2 separate regions of the Mus musculus genome follow, and region 1 is linked to region 2. A link is a contact called in public Hi-C data. All regions are on one chromosome and are shown on one strand. The core of a region is the stretch at or near the end of the contact, and the rest is flanking DNA. Distances in the headings are between cores, read along the strand shown. Region 1 holds the start of Cdkn1c (cyclin-dependent kinase inhibitor 1C (P57)). Region 2 overlaps Kcnq1 (potassium voltage-gated channel, subfamily Q, member 1).

What was found. A called contact is a pair of places that touch in the nucleus more often than the background predicts.
Region 1: a contact with region 2 is called in a Hi-C map of the N1E-115 cell line, with 17 times the contacts expected there. The contact joins the promoter of Cdkn1c here to the enhancer-like site in region 2. A contact is called at or near these places in 6 of 39 promoter capture datasets (embryonic stem cells, epiblast stem cells, hippocampal neurons and 3 more), 16 of 484 Hi-C or Micro-C datasets (ECoMG-derived neutrophils, the G1E-ER4 cell line, the HL-1 cell line and 12 more), 19 of 115 datasets of contacts at active chromatin or transcription factors (bone marrow-derived macrophages, cardiomyocytes, craniofacial prominence and 10 more) and 5 of 9 other capture datasets (adipose tissue, embryonic stem cells, liver and 2 more).

What each region holds. Positions count from the first base shown.
Region 1 is chr7:143,459,478-143,462,327 of GRCm38.p6, forward strand. Cdkn1c (cyclin-dependent kinase inhibitor 1C (P57)) reads right to left here and starts at 1,573. Exons shown (of 4, transcript NM_001161624.1): 1 at 1,376-1,573; 2 at 318-1,239. The coding sequence starts at 1,230.
Region 2 is chr7:143,264,642-143,267,341 of GRCm38.p6, forward strand. The region is part of intron 11 of Kcnq1 (potassium voltage-gated channel, subfamily Q, member 1); the gene reads left to right. Kcnq1ot1 (KCNQ1 overlapping transcript 1) reads right to left here. Exons shown (of 1, transcript NR_001461.5): 1 at 1-2,700. Among named protein-coding and RNA genes, the nearest start is that of Kcnq1ot1, 31 kb to the right of the region's middle. Within about 2 kb of position 1,375, at least 8 of the 459 cell types and tissues checked have an H3K27ac peak or open chromatin away from gene starts, as enhancers often do. A contact at or near this core is called in the N1E-115 cell line, where this site is marked.

The DNA.
Region 1 (2,850 bases), core at 323-2,822, 200 kb after region 2:
ATGCCGCACACACGGCTCCCTAAGGGGCTCCCGCGGCCCGAGCCAAAGACCGCGATCCGAGTGGGTCGCGGCCAGGCTCGCCCTCCCACTGCACGCTCGGGAGCCTTAGCTGCACCCCTACCAGTAGGAAAGGGGTGCGGGCGCAACCGCGCCCTAAGCGCCGCGGGCCCTTTAATGCCACGGGAGGAGGCGGGGACCGGGCGAGGCCCCCGAGGGCGAGGGAGAGCCCGGCCGGCCGGACAAAGCGAGGCCGGGCCGGGGCGGGGCCGTGCGGGGCTCACCGGAGATGAGAGGCCCCGACAGCTTCTTGATCGCACCGTTCGCATTGGCCGCAGCAGTCCCGGGTGCAGGACGTCCTGGAATCCCCGAGAGAGGCTGGTCCTTCAGCTCCTGGCCGCGCTGCTCTTGATTCTCGTCCTGCTCCTCGACCGGCTCCCCATTCTGCTCCTCGACCGGCTCCGCACCCTGCTCCTCGACCGGCTCCGCGCCCTGCTCCTCCTCCGGCTCCTCGTCCTTCTCCTCGACCGGCTCTGCGCCCTGCTCCTCGCCCTGCTCAGAGACCGGCTCAGTTCCCAGCTCATCACCCGGCTCAGCACCCGACTCCTCGCCCTGCTCAGAGACCTGCTCAGGGACCTGTTCCTCGCCGTCCCGAGTCGCCACGTCCGGGTTCGCGTCCGGGATCGGGTCCGGAGTCGGGTCGGAGGTCGCGACCAGGGTCACCTCCGGAATTGGGTCTGAGGTCAGATCTGAAGCCGGGGCCGGGGTCGCGGGTGGGGTGGGCTCCGCGACCACGGCCGAGGCTGGGGCGCTGGGCGGCTGCTCAGGCGCCTCCTCTAGGCCGTCGGGGGCCTCGCCAGCCGGCGGCCCAGAACGCGGGATGACAGCCACGGCCACCGGGGGTGGCCGGGGCCCCAGCTGCAGGCGACAGCGCCCCACCTGCACCGTCTCGCGGTAGAAGGCGGGCACAGACTCGCTGTCCACCTCCATCCACTGCAGACGACCAGGGCCTCGAAGAGGCACATCCTGCTGGAAGTTGAAGTCCCAGCGGTTCTGGTCCTCGGCGTTCAGCTCGGCCAGGCGCATCCGCAGCTCGCGGCCCAGCTCCTCGTGGTCTACAGGCCCGAAGAGGCTGCGGCAGGCGCTGCTACGCGCTATCACTGGGAAGGTATCGCTGGAGGCCAAGCGTTCCATCGCTGTTCTGCTGCGGAGGTACACGTCGGACATGCCCATGGTCGAAGGCTGTGCAAACGCGGGCAGCGAGAAAGAAGGGAACGGGAGGAGAAGGAAGAGGGGAGAGGAGGAGGGCGGAGGCTGGGCGTGGGTGAGACCCCTTGCACAGCCCGCGTCCGCCTCTGCCTAAGGACGCAGCGGCTACCTGGCTGATTGGTGATGGACGGCTCCTGCGTCTGGATCGCTTGTCCTGTCCAGCTTGGGCCGCGCCCCCTCGGAGCTTGCCTGCCTGTTCGCTTGCTCTCAGTCGGGCCTAGCCGGCACCCCTCGAGCACAGCGCACTCGGCCTGTGGAACGCCCAGCCCGCTGCGCCCCTTTATACGCGCTGGCCCCACCCCCGCGCGCGCGGGCCTCCTCACGATTAGCATAATGTAGTATTTTCAGTTTCAACAACACCGCGGCGATTGGAGGGTGCAGCCCGCCCCGCCCACAGAGGCCCTGCCCCCGCGCCACGCTCATTGGCTGCGCGCACACACCCCCGGGGCCGGGCGGGGCGGGTGACGGGCGGGCGCTGATTGGCGGCCGCACGGCGAGCGGGCTGCGCGGGACAAGGGGCGGGGCTCGAGTTAAAGAGCTCTGCGGGCGGTAACGTGACACCGCGACGCCCCTCCCCCTCGCCCCATCCCCCCCCCCGCCCCCCGCGGGCTCCTTTGTCTGCAGGCGGGGGCTCGCGCAGCCGCGACGCGCGCGCCCCCTCGGACCATGGAGCTGGGCACAGCCCCTCGGCGATGCCGACGTCGGTGAAGGTCCCTCGGTCCCCGCAGCCCGCGCTAGCCCTAGGACTGCACCAACTGATTAGGGCTTTAACCTACTACTACCAGCTGGGTCCTGGTCCTGGCAGTACCGTGGCTGGATCCACCCTCTACACCCAGGCCTAAGTATCTGCCTTCGAGGCATCTGCACACCTGCTGGCCCTAAGACCCTCTATCACGGAGTTAGAGACAGGGGTCACATCCATTCTTTTCCTGAGGAACAATACTGTAGAGATCTAAAAGATCTGTAGCCTGGTCTATAATAGGCCCACCTACCCGGGAGATGAGACACAAGTTGGGCCCATCCTAGCCTGTACCTACATCACTGATAGATGCCTAGGACCTTAGGTTTGGGTCAGGCCATATTCGACCCCCAGTTCTGCCTACCTTAGTTGGCTGGAAGTAGTTATGCTAGAAAAGAGAGAATGACCCCTCCTCCACAGCAGTGCCTCTTGGTGGGGCCCTGAATACTCACACAAACACACCCGACATGGCCTGACAGAGCCCCCCCCCCGCCCCCCGCCCCTGCTGCCTCCGCTACCGCCGCCAAAAGGAGTTCATTATTTAGGGCAGGGAGTCGAGAAGGTGACTCAGGCATGTGCCAGGAGCTGGCCCCCTCCCCCCGCCCTGGGGAACCAGGACTTCCGGACATACTTGAAAGGCCCTGCAGAGCCCCAAGCTCTCAGCTCCCAGCAGAGATGCCTGTGAGACTTTTGAGACAGAACCCTATTTACAGGGTTAGGTAAGTTGGGCCAACCCGGGAGTCAAGTCAAACCCTGAAGCCAGGGGCCAGACTGTCCTGGAACAGGTGAGAGACGGGGTTTGGAAGCTGCTCTGGTGGAGAGACCAGAGCCTGTGACCTGTAAGG
Region 2 (2,700 bases), core at 125-2,624:
GTAGCCATCAGAATTGCACATCTTTCCAGTGTCTACTCAGTCCTCCCTTTCCCCAGGAATGCCTCTCACATCATCTTGAGGCTATCATCAAAGCTCCCTGATTCTAGCCTGGGTCAGGCAAGCAGCAGAGTGTTGTGGCTGCTCATGGCCACTCTTTTTCCAGCACTCCCCAAAACTCCAGGATGAAAGAACCCTAAGATTGCCAGTCCTACTCTGACACAGAAAGCACATCATTAGCCTTGCCTGAAATGAAGCAAGGTCTCCAGGTACGTCCCATAGATGCCGAGACATACACAGGGCCCAGGACATGAGCACCTATAGCTCAACGCTAAAGAAGCATGTCTGGGTTTGACCTCAGTGAGCTTCTCCTACAGCCACTTCACCCCACCCTCCAGCCGATGAATCAATCAGAACTTGTCTGGAACCATTGCCCCATCCGTTGCACAAGGATATCTAAGATGAACATCCCCAAATGCCAAGCCTACCACAAGCACAGCAGCCTATAGCTCAGCCTGGCTCTGCCATGTAGTTTCCCTAAAGGTTTCTTCCAAGAGGTTGGTTCCTGAGCCCTCAGACTTTTTTGATGTGACATTTTCAACTGGAAGCCTCAACATTTATTTACTAACCAGCCTGCCATCCCACTCTGGGATGACATTCAGGGGCCACCAGTTTACCAAGATGGGTGGAGAAAAGTCTAGAGGACAGAGGGAAAGTAAGAATACAGGCTAGGACATTGCAAGAATCCCACCAGGTGCCCACAAGCACCTCCCGGGCGAGCATGTGCTTGCCGGGCCTCTTTTGACATGACAGCTTCAAAAATCTTTGAGCAAAACCAGCCCCTCGTGCGTTAATTAGAATTTCCATGTCTTCAACTTTCTCCTGGACCCTGCAGAATCTCACGCCAAGACGTTCGAGTTTCTCTTTTCCAGGGAGGCCCGCTGTGGCCTGGCTTTCATCCACATCACTACTAATGTCTCCTGAATTCTGCGTTTGTCAGCGAGGCTGGGGCCAGCCTATGCCTTCTGGAAGGGGAGCATTAGTGGACTAGGGGGCTAGCTCTTCTGATGGGACTGCTTTGCCTGGGATATTCAGGGCCTGGAGACAATCAGGGCCTGCTGTGGTACCTCAGTGAGCACCCATTTCTCTTACTTGGCTTCTCAACCTGCAAATGATGATGGGAGAAGATGGAGGGGCCATGTTGGGGGCAGTGTCCAGGAGGATAGGGAAGGGGACTTGTCAAGAACAGATGAGACCAGTTTGTCTTTCCAGACTAGTGTCCTGTCTTCTGTGAATATCCAGACCACCTCTGTCTGCATAAGGTGCCAAAGAAGCCCCATGAGAGCCCTCCCGGGAGGGCTGTGCAAGGCTGTATGAGTCACAGGATCCCTGTCAGAGCCCCACAAGGCCCCGGCCAGGCTCAAACCCGTCTCTGAAATGCACGGGGGATTAAATGTTCTCCTAATTAAATTAAAAGCGAGGCGGAGTGGCTCAGTGGCTCAGTGGGAAAGAGAGGGACTGGGAATCGAATGCCCTCAATCTGGCTCCCAGCCTGCACTGGCCCAGCTATAGGCAGCCCCCAGTGCCCCTAACCTTCCCTAGTTTCACTTCCTTCATCTAAGCACATGAAAAGGGATGCAGCAACCTCCTAGAATTGTTCTGAGGGAGACAGAGAAGCCAGGGAGAGTAGTGTGACAGTACATACTACACCGATACCATAAAAGAAAGGTACTCTGAAAAACAGAGAGAGCCCCTCAAATACATCTTCTGTTTGCTTTGCCTAGAGCTGGAAGTGGAAACTGAACAATAGGGACTGCTGGTGGTCTGGTCAGGGGTACTGGAGTAATATATCCTTCTAAACAAGGTGGTAGTCAGGCGGCAAGGCCAGTCCCTCTGGGCTTGTACCGTGTTGTGTCTCTACTAAAGCTCAGAAAATACTGTCTTCTATAGAGCACTGGGTTACAAACTTACTTATAGTAGAAAGGGAACACATCAAAAGAGTAACGTATACAGATTTCCAGTACAAACCTACTGCATTCTCCCTACCTGAGAGCCAAGCATCCAAAGAAAGCAGTAGAATCCCCAGGGAGTCCCCTAGATCCCATTTCCTATCATGGACACACCAAGAACAAACCATAAGCTCACTTCCCAGCACAACAGCCTTCTTTGCCCGAGTTTGAAATCTACATGGCTAGATCGCACACGGCACACACATGTATCTGGCACTTTCATTCACTCTGATGTCTGAGAACCACCCACCCCTCCCAGTGAGGCTGAAGAAAACAGTGGTCTCGGGAGCCTTTTGATCGTTGACACTCTGTTCTGAGTGGCCTGTGATTTGCTCTTTCATTCTACTACCCATGACCACTGGGCAGATCTGGGTAGTGAGTTACTAAGAATATTCTACATATATGTGTCTGGTAAAAGTTATGGCTATCTCTGCTAATTGTATGCCGAGAAGTGCTGGGTCATTGCGGGATCAGCTGTTTCCCATGGCAGTCACCCCAACTTTTACCCCTGCTTGGCAGCATGTGAATATTCCACTTTTTTCCACATCCTCACACACACTTGGAATTTTTCACTATTTCCTTTTTAGCCATCCTGGCTTCTCATAACATCAGAGTGGTATCTGTAATTTGCAGTGAGCTAAGCCCCATTCTATATTCTCATTTCTTTATAGATCTCTGTAAGACATCTATATCC